Linked DNA regions of Mus musculus: region 2 is linked to region 1. The links are chromatin contacts, called in public capture Hi-C maps. All regions are on one chromosome and are shown on one strand. Each heading gives the region's core, a stretch centred on a gene start, on an enhancer-like site or on the middle of the called end of the contact. The rest is flanking DNA. Distances are from core to core; before and after follow the strand shown.

Region 1 (6,986 bases), core at 976-3,475:
AGAGTCAATTTGAGCATAAGAAAACATCCAAGTGTGGCTGGGTTCTGCAGAGGAAGGGAGCCTTTCCAAGGATCACGTAATACGATACGTGTGCCCACTCTTGGGGATGGAAGCCAGTTATATATTCAAGCTTTTACTATTTTTTTTAAGCAGAAACAGAGATGCGATGAGTCCAACTCATAAAAATTCAAGAGAATATATATATATATATATATATATATATATATATATATATATATTTTAACAGATGTGGTGGCCTGCTATTTCAAACAGCTGAATGAGAGCAACTTGGCGCATAAGCCAAGCTCCCTGACTGCCTCTCTGAAGCCAATCATATAAATGATTTTAATTGCCACTGCATAAGTGGGAACTATTGAACAATTATTTGGATGTTATCATGCTTTTGCTGGTACTTCTGGCTCCCCACACAAAGGCTATTATAGGCACCATTTCACACTTTACACTTTCATTGGCCTGACAGGCAGCCTCTGTGGGTATCAGCCGCATGGGTCCAACTTTAAGGCACCTGTCATTGTCCCTACCAGCACATATGCATGCCTCATTCGACCTCACCCTTCTCGTTGTGATGGATAGAAAGGAGGGAATGTGATAAACTCACAGAGCTGTGCATGATTTATGGTCCCTCCCAGCAGTGTTTGCATTTTATAGGGGTCAAGTGTGCAAAGCCTTCATCTCTTGGGTTGGAATTTCAGGCATGATTGGCAGAGCAGAGTTGGGGAATGAAGTCCTAGCCCCTCCCAGTCCCACCCTACAGACAGCACTAGGCTGGGCCTGCAGGTGAGGACAGCTCTGCAGATTGCCCTGAGATGAGTTGCAAATGAAGAGGCCATTTTAAATGCTTCTTTTATAAAGAAAGACACACACACACAGGCACACACGCATGTGTGTATGTATGTTTAATATTTTCTACCTTTCTCACACCTCCTTGCTCCCTATTTCCATTGCTGAGTCATGTTCGCATGTACACATCCCCTACACAGTCTGTTCAAACTAAAATTCTCTCCCATGCTTACCTCCTTACCCTACACTGCTGAGTCTGGAGAAATGTCTGTTAGCACCTGACTCCTCCCATTCGGGGATTCTGCCCTTCCCAACTCTCTGCTCCAAATGGTTTGCACAGATAACTTCATTGCTCACTCAGACACTAGACTGAGTCTTATGTTCAACTGCCACATTCTCCCAGGACTTGTTTCTTGGCCAATCTCTCTGAAACAGCACAGGGCTTTTCCCAGCCTTTCTCATGCTGCTCCACGTTTCCCTGCTAGGATGGTTTATTAATATGTCTTTCTCCCAGTAGAACAGGAACAGAAGAACTATCGTTGCTCATTTTCTCGCTCTTTAATGCTCATGCCTAACACATAGTGGATGTTTCATAAGAGCTGATTAGTGAACTAATGAACATATTTGTATGCACAACTCATGCTGAAGCCAATTTTTAACCCTTACCATGGTCTGGTGAGGAGGCATCTGACACGTTAGGGCAGTTTTTTCAAAGTAATGAAGCAATCATGCTGGGGTCCTGATACAGTAGGTTTTCTAGGCTCTGACATTTGCACTCCTACCTACTAAACGTGCAAATACAGAGATGAGATGAAATGAATGACAGGATGTAACACACACATACACACATACAGTGCCTTCTGGTATAATGCCTTCTTTAATACAGAGAAGAGATGAAACACAGGACATGACATACATACATTAAATACAATACATACATATGTAGGTACGTACATACATACATACATACATACATACGTAGGTACGTACAGTGTCTTTGGGTACAATCACTTGTTTGGAGGCATTTAGTTTCTAAGAATCCAAATTAAAATAGAAAACTATTCAAAACTGCAAATTTTCTCCATCTAAAGAATATAGGGTCTAAGTGTGGTTACAGGTTTCTGGGGAAAAGAGAGATGGTTTGCAGGCAGGGGCCTGTGAGAATGTACTTTAGCAGAGGTGGGGAAGTGTGGAGCAAAGGAATAAAACAGAGAAAATGAAAGGAAGAAAAGAAACAGCTTCCCCTACCAGATGCATAGAACTGTCAAATACGGCAAAGCCTGTAAAATGGTCCTCTGCTGTAGGCCATAGAAGAGGACTGTAATAAACTGACCCATAAAAAGTCATGTAAACATTATAACCTGTTTTTACTAGGTCTTTAAGCACGGGGAGCAATTGATCTAAACCAGCTTGGCTCTCCTAGGTTCCTGAGTCTCCGTGAGAATCCAGTCTCCAACATGGGTGTTCAAATGCCTCTGGCACTAAAAGCCAAAAATAGGAGTGAGCTAGAAAATTGCAGCTATTTAGTTATTTGCCCTAGGCAGAGGGTTGATATTTCCTAAGAGCAAAACATCTAAAAAGAGAAGTCTAAAGCAAATGTCCCTATTCAGTAGCATGGGATACTCTTACTCTCTGTATCTCTGCCTGAAAACACACACACACACACACACACACACACACACACACACACAAACCTTTGTGATTGCAAGATGCCTCTGTGAGCTGTTCCCAACTATCTGAGAACATCAGTATTGGGTGAGAGTTGGCACATCCATGCCTCAGGAAAGATCAGTGCAGACTGTCTCTCTCTACAGCCCTAACACTTTAAGTATGAAATATAAATGTGGAAATTTCAAGTAAGATTTTTACAGGTGTCAACATGAACAGTCATTCCATTACCTCCTTGAGGAATGCTTGTTAAGCCACTCTTGAAAATATCCCTTTCTCTTTCTAAATTCCTAGAATCTAAATGCAGGGAAGGCTAAGGGCAATTAGGCACGGAGCCTACAGCTACGTTTGCAAGCTGTAAATTTTCAGTCTTGTTTTTGATTGAGTTAATGTCAGTTCAGAAAAAGATGGTCAGGCAGCCAGGAACACAGTTTTGCTGGTCCTTTGAGAGACAGTTGACAAGCGTGAAAACTCTAAGAGGACATATCCAAGCAGAACAAAACATCTCCATCTCACATTGAACTTGACTGCCACTGCTAGGCCACTCATGGTCTGGTTGGCAGTCACTCTGTACCATAATATGGTGGATGGACTGATTAAGGCTGGCTAACATTTCAGTTCCATGAAGCAAACACACCTCTGTAGCTTCCTATGAAAAGCCAAGACTTGCTACCTCACTTCTAAGCTGAAGAATGGTGACGATTATGCTCAAGAAACGTATCCAAGTTGGGGACATCCAAGGGAGGACAGGAGTCAGCCTCTATTTGGAAAACATCTACTGGCTGCCCTAGACAAGAGGTTTCTGTGTTCTTAACATCAGATATGTGAAACACCAATGTTGAGAGTGCTTCTTAAGTAGTCACAGAAAATTTGCCATTAGGTAGAAAAAGTAAAAGGAAATTGGAAGTGAGATTTACTTTTCTTATTTAAAATTATAATTTGCAAGAATTTCCCCAAATTTGAAGACACTGAAGTTTGCTTAATGCATATGTTTCACATAAATATGTTATTAATTGAGATGGCAACTCTCCGAAAGGAAGATTTACATTTGAGATTTTTTTTTTAAATCATAGAAACCTGAATGCATTTTAAGCACCCCCCAAGAATTTAGCAACATACTGGATTTAAAGAAAGGAAGTGAATAGCTCCCATCTTCTGGGAGGAACTCAAATGCTACATGCAACTCTTCAAATCCTAAACAGAAATTCAGAAAGAACATCAGATATTTCATGTTTGGTGTCTGCAGATCATGCAAATAAGCATCTGATCACCAACATAATCCCTGGAAGTTGGCTCATCCTGGCACTTTCTCCTTTTGAGGATATGCAAAGCTGAGGGAGAGTTAACTTTTTACCAAGCCTGTGTAGTAAAGTCTTCCATTTCCTTGCAATATGAAAATTTGCAAAACATTCTTTGTCCCATCTTTCTGGTTCCCGTTCCTAGTCCTGCAGCTCTCCTTTCATCTGTCTGTCCTTCTTGAAAGATATAAATCAAGAAAGGACAGCAGCCATTCCTGTCACAGTAACCAAATGCCTCACCGAAACAACCTAAGGAAGATAATTTTATTTTGGCTGAGAGTTTCAAAGGGTGTCTGGCTTTGTTTGTATTGCTGGGATTAAAAAAAAACAAAAAAAAACAAACAAAAAAAAAATTCCAAACAAAGCAACTAAGGGAGGAAAGATTTTTTTGTTTGACCTATGCTTCCTGGTCATAATCCATCACTGAGGCAAGTTGGTGCAGAAATCCAAGGCAAGTGAGCTGCTTGTTGGATGGTTTCCAAGCTGATATTTAGCTAGCTTTCATACAAGGTCCAGGACTGCCTGACTAGGGATAAGCTGCCCATGATGCCTGGCCTCTGTCACATCAATTAACAATCAAGACTATCCTTCGTAGACATGACATGAGTCAATCTGGCCTGGGCAATCCCTCAGCTGTGGTCACCTTTTCAGATTACTCTAGGTTGTGTTAAGTTGATAATTAAAATTAACTATGGCAGAGGGATTGGAACACCATGAAGAAGACAGCGTGGCAATATCAGTAGGGAAGTGGTCCTCACATTTTAGCAGATGAGAAAACAGCAAGAGTTACCTCCAACCAGATATGTTTATAACTTAAAAAGTCCACCCTTAAGGACTCACCTGTGGCCAGGCCCCATAGCCTCCCAATGCAGAATTAGTAGCCTTGGACCAAGTATTCAGACACAAGACCTAGAAGTACTTCCCATTCAAACCACAACAGAAGGGTCACCTCTCCATCACTGGGCATTCTCCAAGCTTTCCGTTCTTTCCCATGCTATGCACTGTACCAATAAGAATCCTTGAAGAGTGTGGTATTCTTTCTAGGAAGACTTGTAGTCTTAAGAAAAAAGAAGTGTATCATTATCCCTATCAAGCAGAAAGACATACCTAAGAGGACAGAGAACAAGCAACATAAGCATTTGTGACTCCAGATATAACACCCTAAGGTACCTACCTGTTCATTTATCTTTTCAAGGGCATGAATACAGAACATCCTAAAGTATAGTCATAGTTCTGTTTATTTTTGTGTTTTTGTGAAATCAGGAGACTTTCTCAATTATCAGAGCTCATGAGATGGCAGTGAAGGCTAAGGAAGGCAATGTGGGCATAGCACAGCAGCAACCTGAGAACATTCCTTATGGACATGAAGCTTGGGTGCAATGGTGGACAGACAGCCAGACATTGACAAATGATTGTTATTTTCTTACTTAGGAAGGAAGCTATGGTTCATTTTTCTTGGTTATAACACTTGGTTTTCATCGTGACTGTATCTGGAATCTACTAAGCAAACATGTGAGAAAATTGCTGATTGATTGGGTTATTTGAAGTAAGAAGAACTACCCTAAATGTAGGTAGCATCTTCCAGTGGAGGGAGGTGCAGAAAGAAGGGTGGGCTTTGCCTTTTTGCCTTAATGCTTGCTGGCAAGTTCATCTACTCTAATGCTGGCACTTCTGAATTACCTCACTGATACTGTAACCCATCTTCTTCAGCCCTCCAATGTGAACTGAAGAGCACTGGTCCTCCAGGAATGCTCCAGACCTTCAATCATAAACTGGATCTGCTATGACACTCAGCCTCATGGATTTAGCAATTTCTAGGCTTTCTCTAGTATGAGACATCTATAGTTGGACTAACTAGATCCTAGCAGAGAGTGAAATCTAATAAATCTCTCTTTAATATAAATTCATTGTGTCAATTCCATTTCTTTCGTCTGACTAATATAACAATATACCTGAAACCTGGCAAGTCTCTTCTTCAAAATGCTAGTTTGCTTGGCTTATTTTTCTGTAGGCTATGAATTCTGAGATGATAGTGCCCACTACTGTACTTGGCCAAAACCTTCTTACTATGTCATTTTATAGCAGAGGCATCTCAGGGCAAGACAGAAGATAATACAAGTTTAGTTCTTTCCATTCTTATAAAACCACTGATGCCACCATGAGAATTTCACCTTTGATACCATGTCTCAGTTTAGTAACTGCTACTGCCCCATACCAATTAACACTGAGGGGTTCAATTACAATCACAAATCCCTCTGGTGAACTGAGGGATAAGGTTGCCAAAACAGCATTTAAGGGGCAAATAGGAATCCTAGCATATGCACCCTAAAGAAATCTATTCATAGTCTCTTTGCCAGTGTTACAGAGGAGAGATTGAAGAACAAGAAAATGATGGTACAATCAGAAAAGCTCACCTACTGTTCAAAATGCAAGGGAATTCTGGCTCAATGATACCCCATTGATCAAAGACTGCTATGTTACAATTAAAAAAATATTGAACAGTGGGCTGAAAAGATGACTCAGTTGCAAGCATGAGTACCTGAGTTCAATGCCCAGACTCATCTACCTGCCAACACATACAAAAGACAAGAGTGGACATATATTTTGCACCCACAGCTCTAAAGAAGTAGAAACAGAAGGATTCTGGAAAAGTCTGGTAACTCAGCCTAGTCTACTTGGTGAGTTCCAGGCCAATAAAAGACTCATTCCCACAAAATAACAATATACAGTATCCGAGGAAAGGCAGATGTGGTCCTCCTCTAGGATCTACATTTGTGTATACACACCTATACATACAGATGTGCATGTGTATGCACATATATGTGCACAAAGAGTAATTTTCAACAAAGCATGCCAGCTAGATATTTCTGATACCTGAACTAAGTGACAATTTTTATTCTTCCACATTTCATCATGTTTTAAAGGGGTTATATTTATTTCATTATCATGTATATATAGTTGTATGTGAGAGTGTGAACATGTTGATGCCACACAATTTATACAGAGATCAGAGAACAACTAATGGGGGTCAGTTTTCTCCATATACATGTATTTCATTATACTCGGGTCATGAGGTTTGTGTAGACAGTCCTTTCATCTGCCCTAATACCCTTAATTTTTGCTTCCAGTTATTTCTGTAGTCTGTGTGGTTTTTTTTTTAAAGTTATCCTTCTTATGAATGATGGCTAGAAAATAAATCTTGTTGAGGCAACCCTGATA
Region 2 (7,268 bases), core at 765-3,264, 390 kb after region 1:
TCTTAAAACTCTCCCTGCTCTGAACTGCTCAAGAAAATATGAAAGTAATTTTCAAAGAGCATGGCTTGACGCTTCTCTCCTAAAAGAAAATCCTCCCCAGAGTCTCTGATTAAAGAAGGGCGTAATCACTCTTTCTGATTCACTCTGATTTCACCTCAAAGGGGACCCGAGGTTTCTTTATACCAAGTTGACTCTTACTTCAAACCAAAGGCAGAAGAGAGGGAAAAAAAAGTCAAGTCAGTTTGAGCAGCCTCTCCCAAAAAGCTCAGAACGTCAGGTTATTTATAGGTGTTAAACTGAACCTTTAAACACAGAAATTGCCAGCCTCTATCTGACGCAGCGTGTAAGACAAGGACACAGGTCTTGTGCAACTCTGAGGTGGGTTAAATAACTCAGACACAAAATTTATGTGCCTCGTGCCATCACGGCTTCTGACCCAATGCTGTATAGTCTGTAGTGAACGTGAGTGGCGCGCACATGTGTGTGTGTGTGTGTGTGTGTGTGTGTGTGTGTGTGTGAATGAATGTGTGATATGTTGTATGTAAAGAGTCCAAGGCAAGAATCAGTATCCTGTCCTGCCCATAGATGCACAAGCACCCAGCATCCAGAGGGTAAGGTAGTGTGTTCCTTGATGAGCGCTCTGGGAACAAGCCCAGCCTGGAAAGGGTTGAGAGCATAGGGCTGCCAGGCCAGCTCACACTCCCGAGCCAGTGAGCCTGTCCAACTAATCGGCCGGGTTTGTTTGCACAGCTTTGCTGGAGCGTTTGCAGGGATGCACCCCCAGCTCCCCGCAGAGCCTGAGAGAGAGTGGCCAGCCAAGATACCAGCGGGACCAGGATTCACCTGCATGCCCAGATACGGGCAGAAAAAACATAGCACAGTTTGTCCAAACAGCCCTGGGCGCTGCAGGATGGCTGTCCCCGAGGTCTTCCCCCAGCTTTGCTGCCAGGGGACACCAGCCAGGTTTATCTAAGGGCTGAGATACACTCTTTGAAATTCGCAGTCAGGCAGGCCTGCTGTGACCCAGGGAGGGACTTCTAGAGCTCCCCCGGGGAGCCAAGCTCTACCTGGAAACGCTTGGCAGACACATTCAATGAGGTTCCCACAGCCCACAGCCTTAGTCAGCACCTGGTCGGTGGAGTGACTCAGAAATTGGGAGCGAGGAGGGGCTTCAGGTTTTCTGAACCCACTGTCACGTACGTCACGTGATTAACCAAAGCATGAGCCTGCTCAGAACCACAGGCAGGAGCCATCTGCCTTTGTCTTGCCTTTGTTATCTTACAGAACCAGCACGGGGAGGAACAGCCTTTGACTTTCCAGATTCCCCCACCACCATCACCAACCCCCACCTCCAGCAGCAGGCTGGGTGATAACGTTTTTGATTAAGCTCTTGCACACATCAGCAAAGCCTAATTATGAAAGATCTAATAATATATCGCCGTGTTTCTCTGACAACCACGGGCGTCTCCTCTCAGCATCCTCCGAGCTATTGGAAAGGGGAGCAGACACTGACACCTCGCACTAACTGCACAGGGAGAGGGCCAGGCCTAGAACCTTCTGCACAGGACGATTGGGGTCTTTCTGCAACACCCATCTCCTGCAAGGGCAAACTTGGCTATACACAAAAAGGGATTTGTTTGATTTTGTTTTTTAAGTCGGGGGTGTGGGGTGGGGAATTAAGCGTTGTTTGGCAATTAAAATAAGTGGAATGAAGAATCATCTCATTAGCATTCCTCCAGTGGCAAAGGATGTTCAAACCTTGCGACCCTGGCGGTAAGATGCCTCACACTGCCGCTGCTTTATGTATAGCTAAAAATACATTCGGTGACACTTTAACCGGCAAGAGAAAGCACTCCGTTTCTCTATACATATGGAAATAAGCTCTCTCCGGAGACACCTGGAACAATGGCGGCAAAATCTATATCAAAAGAGACGCAGCCTCTGCACAGCTTTCCTTTGTGCCCAGAATGCTTGTGGCAGCCCTGAGTTCATGGATTTCTACCGTGGTGCAATTTAAAACAAATGATGCTTGCTTACCTCCAACCCCCACCTCCCTGCAGGCAGCTTGCCTGCGTGTGCAGGCAGTATACCAGGGGGTCCTTCACAGAGGAATTTGCCACATACACTTGACACTTGATCAAAGCAGGGGCATTTGTCTCCCTGAAACAAAACTGCAAACACCAAAGGCCCTGGCCCCATGATGCTCCTGGGTCTTCCTGCACAGCCTTTGTGACCACGGTTCAATTTTGTCCTCTGACAATCCTTCAAATTACACTTTCCAGGAAAAGAAAATAAAAAATCATGAGTTTTTTTTTTTTTCTGCAGAATTATGAGGGCATCCAGGAGACTAGTCTCATCTACTAAGTTCCAGGACAGTGGCAAAGAGGAGACTCTAGCCTCCCTAGACCTCTGGCTTGTAAGAGAATCCCTACCCGCTTGTCTCCTGTCTCCAATACCACCGGCCTGGTGACTTCTGGGTCCTGAAAACAACAGATTTGGCTACAGCTGGAGGACGTTTTCCCACTCTGGTGTCCAGCTGTGGACGTCATTCTGTGACCACGTAGCCAGGCTCTCTTTCATTTTATGAAGGTCGTGTGTCTTTTCATTTCCTCCCCTGATTCCCAGTCCTGAGGCTGGCTGCGTGGGCTGGTGGCAAAGGCCTTGCCTAGCAAGAACAAGGCCTGGCTTCCATCCTCAATATGGAGAAAGGGAAGAGGGAGGAGAGAGTCCTAGTGCAGCTCTTACATTTGATGTTACTTTCTCTGTCCTGTCTCCATCATGCCGCTCTTCTTTCCTCCCCTACTTTTTCTCCAGTTGGACAAACAGCTGAAGTTCCCTGTACGTTATCATTATCAGGCCAGAGCTGCACTTGGTAAGCTTGGGCTTCTCCATTTCCCCCTGATAGATTAACAGTGTCTAGCCCAGAAACCATCTTTAAATTCCTGACAAGTTCCCAAGGCGAATGTGGAGTCTTGTTTTCCCCTAGGTAAGCTCACAGTCCATTAACCTACCCAGGGCAATGGGCACTGGCCACCCAGAGTCTCCCTGACAGCAAGGTAGAAATCATTTCTGTGATCAAGGTCTGATATCTCACCTCTAAACCTGTGTGGTGAGGGTGGCTGGTCTGCAGGAAGTGCCTCCGAAAAGGAGTTAACCATATCATTCAATTTCCTGTTGCTTTGTTTCTCTCCGCCTGATAAGCCTTTATCAGACCAAAATGAAACTTCGCTCTGATCTGGAGCTGGGCAGCTCGGTAGACACATACATACCTTTGATAGCTCCCCTCTTGGGAAGCAGGGGAGTCTAATTGATAAAGTACGAAAACCTGAAACTGGAGCCCAGAAGTCTAGACACAGTGTGAGCCGACAAATTGTAACCCAATGGTTTAGCTTTGACGCTCACTTCAGACAGGAGGAACTGAAGAGTTTACTGTCCTGGGCTTAGCTACCTGTATAAACTGAGGCAAAACAGAAAGATACAATAAGAAATGTTGGCCAGTGTCACTTCTGAAAACTCTCTGAAAAAAATCAGAAATTTAAATTAAAGTTAAATTTACTTAAAAAGTAAATTAGTATACACACACACACACACACTTCCCATGCCTTTTCCCCACCTAAGATCATTTTGTAAAATTTGGGATATTGGTAAGATAATTAATAGGCAGTTCATAAATTTTACAATTACCTATCAAAAGGAGATAAGAACCTCAAATGGTAAAAAAAAAAAAAAAAATTACCAAGTGTTTTGGGATGTGGTTTGACAGCTTCTTATACAATTACATATATATTTGTTTAAAATCTTAAAACTGTTTTCACTGTGTGTCTGTGTGCAAGGACAGGAGCACACCTCACTTCACACCTGTAGACAGTCAACAACAGCATGCAGGAGTGTGTGCTCTCCCTCCACGTGGAATCAGAGTCAGGTGTCAGGCTTGCTAGCAAGTGCCTTTACTCACTGAGCCATCTTGCTGGCCCTAATTACACCTTTTGATCTGACTTTTGAGGTCCTGGCCATTTACCTAAAGGAAAACATACACATACATCCTCACAGAACCTGAGCAGAATTACTTTACAGCAGTGACTTTCTCCAGAATTTCCAAGCAATGGAAGAAATCCAGATACGCTGCAGTCAGTGAGTGAACAGACAAGCTGTGCTATATGCAGGCAAGGAAGCATGACTTAGCAGTAAAAAGAGAAAGATGTTCTCAAGCCACAAAAAGACATGGAGGGACTTTCAGTGTTCATGGCTGGATGCAACAGACAACCTCAAAAGAGAGTGTGCTGCGTGCTTCCTCTTACACATTCTACAATCAGGAAAGCTAAGGAGACAACAAAAAGTCTAGTTCCCATGGTGCAAGGGGATGAAATCTGAATAGGTGAATACTGGGGAACTTCCAGGCAGTAGGGTAGATAAGTAGTGATGGATACATGGTGTTACACATGTGTCAAAGTCCTCAGAATGTAAGCAGAGCGAAGGCTAATGGAAACTATGTAACTATGATGCATTAACTCTTCACAAGTAGAACATACAACCAGCCATAATAACAAGAGAAATAATCTAGGCGGAGGGGGTGGGGTGGGGAGTCTACCTGCTACTTGATGTTTCTGTAAATCAGATCCCAAGCAGAGATGATAGCTCAGTGGGCAAGCTGCTTGCCACTCCAGCCTAGCCACCTGCGTTGGAATCTCCAGAATCCAGGAAAAAGCCACGTGCAGTAGCACACACCTGTTATCTGATGTGTCGGTGGTGGTTGGGTGACTGGGACAAGATCGTCTCCAGATGCTCAAGAGTCTTATGCAGCAGCAAAGAAACCTGTCTCAAGCACGGTGAGGACTGCTTCCTGAAGGCTGTGCTCTGACCTCCTCAGACATATCCTGGTGCACAGACACCCACATTCACACACATATGGGCACACATACACAGCTCTCTCCTCTCCTCCCCTCCCCTCCCATACCCTCCCCTCTCCTCTTCCTCCTCCTCCTCTTCTTCATCTTCTTCCTCCTCCTCCTCTCTCTCTCTCCTCTTTCACTGTCTCCTCTCTTTCTCCTCTCTCTCACTCTTTCCTTTTTCCTCTCCCCTCTGTCTCCTCTCTCACCTCATTCTCCTCCTCCTCCTCTCTCTCTCTCTCTCTCTCTCTCTCTCTCTCTCTCTCTCTCTCTCTCTCTCTCTCTCTCTCACCCAATCTCTCTCATACACATACACTTATCAATTATTTTAAGAAGACACACTAAAGATATTCGAGGTGATTAAAGGTATCTATGGATTTTACACAAACATGCCTTCAGTGGCTGAGTACATTTTGTATATATACTTTTCAGTCTAAGGATTATAGACTATTTTTTTTCATTCACAAACTCTTTAAGCATTCATATTGGGGAAACAGTAACATTTATCCCCAAACATTTTATTCTTAGAATGAAAGAGGAAAACTCTTAGTTTCCAAGTGAGTTAGTCACCCCAGTTCACCGCCCCAGTGTAGGCCAGCAAATGAGCTGTTCCACTCACCCCTGTTAAATCAGCCCTACTGAGACAGCTTATTACTTTGTAGACACAACCTTACCAAGGATGCTCTTGACCCCATTCTCCTCTCCAGTGATGGATTATCATCCATCATCCAGACTGACCTACTATTACCCTTAATCAGTGAGTCCTAGGGGCCAATCTGATGATGGGTCATCAAAAAGCAACTTAAGCTAGGAACCCTTCACTGGCACGGGATGGCAGCGTTCTCCAGGGCTATCTCAAAGGCTATCTCCTTGATGTGGGTGTCACTACCCCGAGTTGAAAAGGAAGAAGCTAAAATATTCATGGCATCTCCTATTTTCTGTCTTCAACATTGAATTTAACATTTTTTTCGAGGGAAAACAAAAACAGATCGATGCCAGGATCTTTTTCTAAAACCATTGACACAGATCACAATATCTTCTTTACTGTAATTAAATGAGTTAATTCTCTGTTGGAAAAGAGAGAAATGCCACTTTAATACAAAATGCACCCAGGACTGACATTACAGAAGTTGAAAATGCATTGGACACTTTGAGTGTAGTGCACTGAAGCAAAGCAAGACTGTAGACACCGAGCTAGCATCTGCAGAGATAGGAGGGGATGGGGGTAGGGGCGGTAAGGAGAGAAAGACTGGGAAAGGAGATAGGGCAAGACAGAGAGACAGGAAGATCTTCACATGGCCACAAGTAGGCCAGAAGGCTGTTGTACGAATGTGTCCTCTAAAGGTGTGTGGTGGAAACCCAAGTCCCAGTGCCACACAATGGCCTCTAATGAGGGGTGGTTAGTGATCAGGACCAAGGAAAAGGACCACATCAGCTGATGTGGTGCGTAATTTACCTTTCCCCTCGCTGTGTCTAAATATGGAAAAGGCAACTTAACGGAACGATTTGAGACAGAGTCATGACAGGGAGGCGTGGCAGTGTAAATGTGGGGCTGGGATCCCTCACGTCGCCACCCCCTCTGAAAGCAGAAGTGTAACTGACCATAAAAACCTTTGTGACGCCCCCTAGTGGTAGCGTGCCCTAAAAGCTTCAACGTGGAGGATATACTTTCTCTCTCCCTCCTGACCTCCCTCCTCTCCCATTCATACCTCTAGAAACTGTGAGATGAAAACTTCTGTTCTCTGTAACTTACCCAGTCTCAAGGATTCTGTCATAGCTGCATAAAAAAAGACTCTTTGAAAAGAAATTCATCCACATTTTTTCATTTATTTTATGTGTATCTTGTGTGTATGAGAGTGTATGCATGTATGTATGTATATTATATGCATGCCTGGTGTTCAAAGAGGCCAGAAGACGGTTCAGAATTTTTAGAACTGTAGTTACAGTTAGTGGTAATCCACTATGTGGGTCCTGGGGAGGGAACTGCGGTCCTCTACCAGTGCTCTTAGCAGCTGAACTATCTCCCTAGCTTCCATTTACAGATGTCCACTTATCCACCTCAGCATTAGGATTTTTTGGAAGGCATGACCGAAGGAATTCCATAATTATTTTTATCCAATTATTTTTTATTTTTCTCAGATTCTGCTGCCTGAAGACACAAAGGCTCTGTAGTCTTCTGGAAGCCAACACAATGGCTCAAGGCCAAGGCCATTGCTCAGCAGCCAGTGCTAAGTTCATGCACTGGGGTCAGGGGCGCATGCACTGGGGTCAGGGGCGCATGCACTGGGGTCATGGCGCATGCACTGGGGTCACGGCACATGCACTGGGGTCAGGGGCGCATGCACTGGGGTCAGGGGCACATGCACTGGGGTCAGGGGCACA

The links. Capture Hi-C pulls out chosen DNA fragments and counts their contacts.
Region 2: a contact with region 1 is called in a capture Hi-C map of embryonic tail, with 2.9 times the contacts expected there. The contact joins two enhancer-like sites. A contact is called at or near these places in 1 of 484 Hi-C or Micro-C datasets (cortical neurons) and 1 of 9 other capture datasets (embryonic tail).

What each region holds. Positions count from the first base shown.
Region 1 is chr8:8,101,521-8,108,506 of GRCm38.p6, forward strand. No RefSeq gene overlaps it. Among named protein-coding and RNA genes, the nearest start is that of Gm31401, 22 kb to the left of the region's middle. Within about 2 kb of position 2,226, at least 14 of the 459 cell types and tissues checked have an H3K27ac peak or open chromatin away from gene starts, as enhancers often do. A contact at or near this core is called in embryonic tail, where this site is marked.
Region 2 is chr8:8,487,992-8,495,259 of GRCm38.p6, forward strand. No RefSeq gene overlaps it. Among named protein-coding and RNA genes, the nearest start is that of Gm31135, 6.9 kb to the left of the region's middle. RefSeq lists an enhancer at 63-3,348. Within about 2 kb of position 2,015, at least 74 of the 459 cell types and tissues checked have an H3K27ac peak or open chromatin away from gene starts, as enhancers often do. A contact at or near this core is called in embryonic tail, where this site is marked.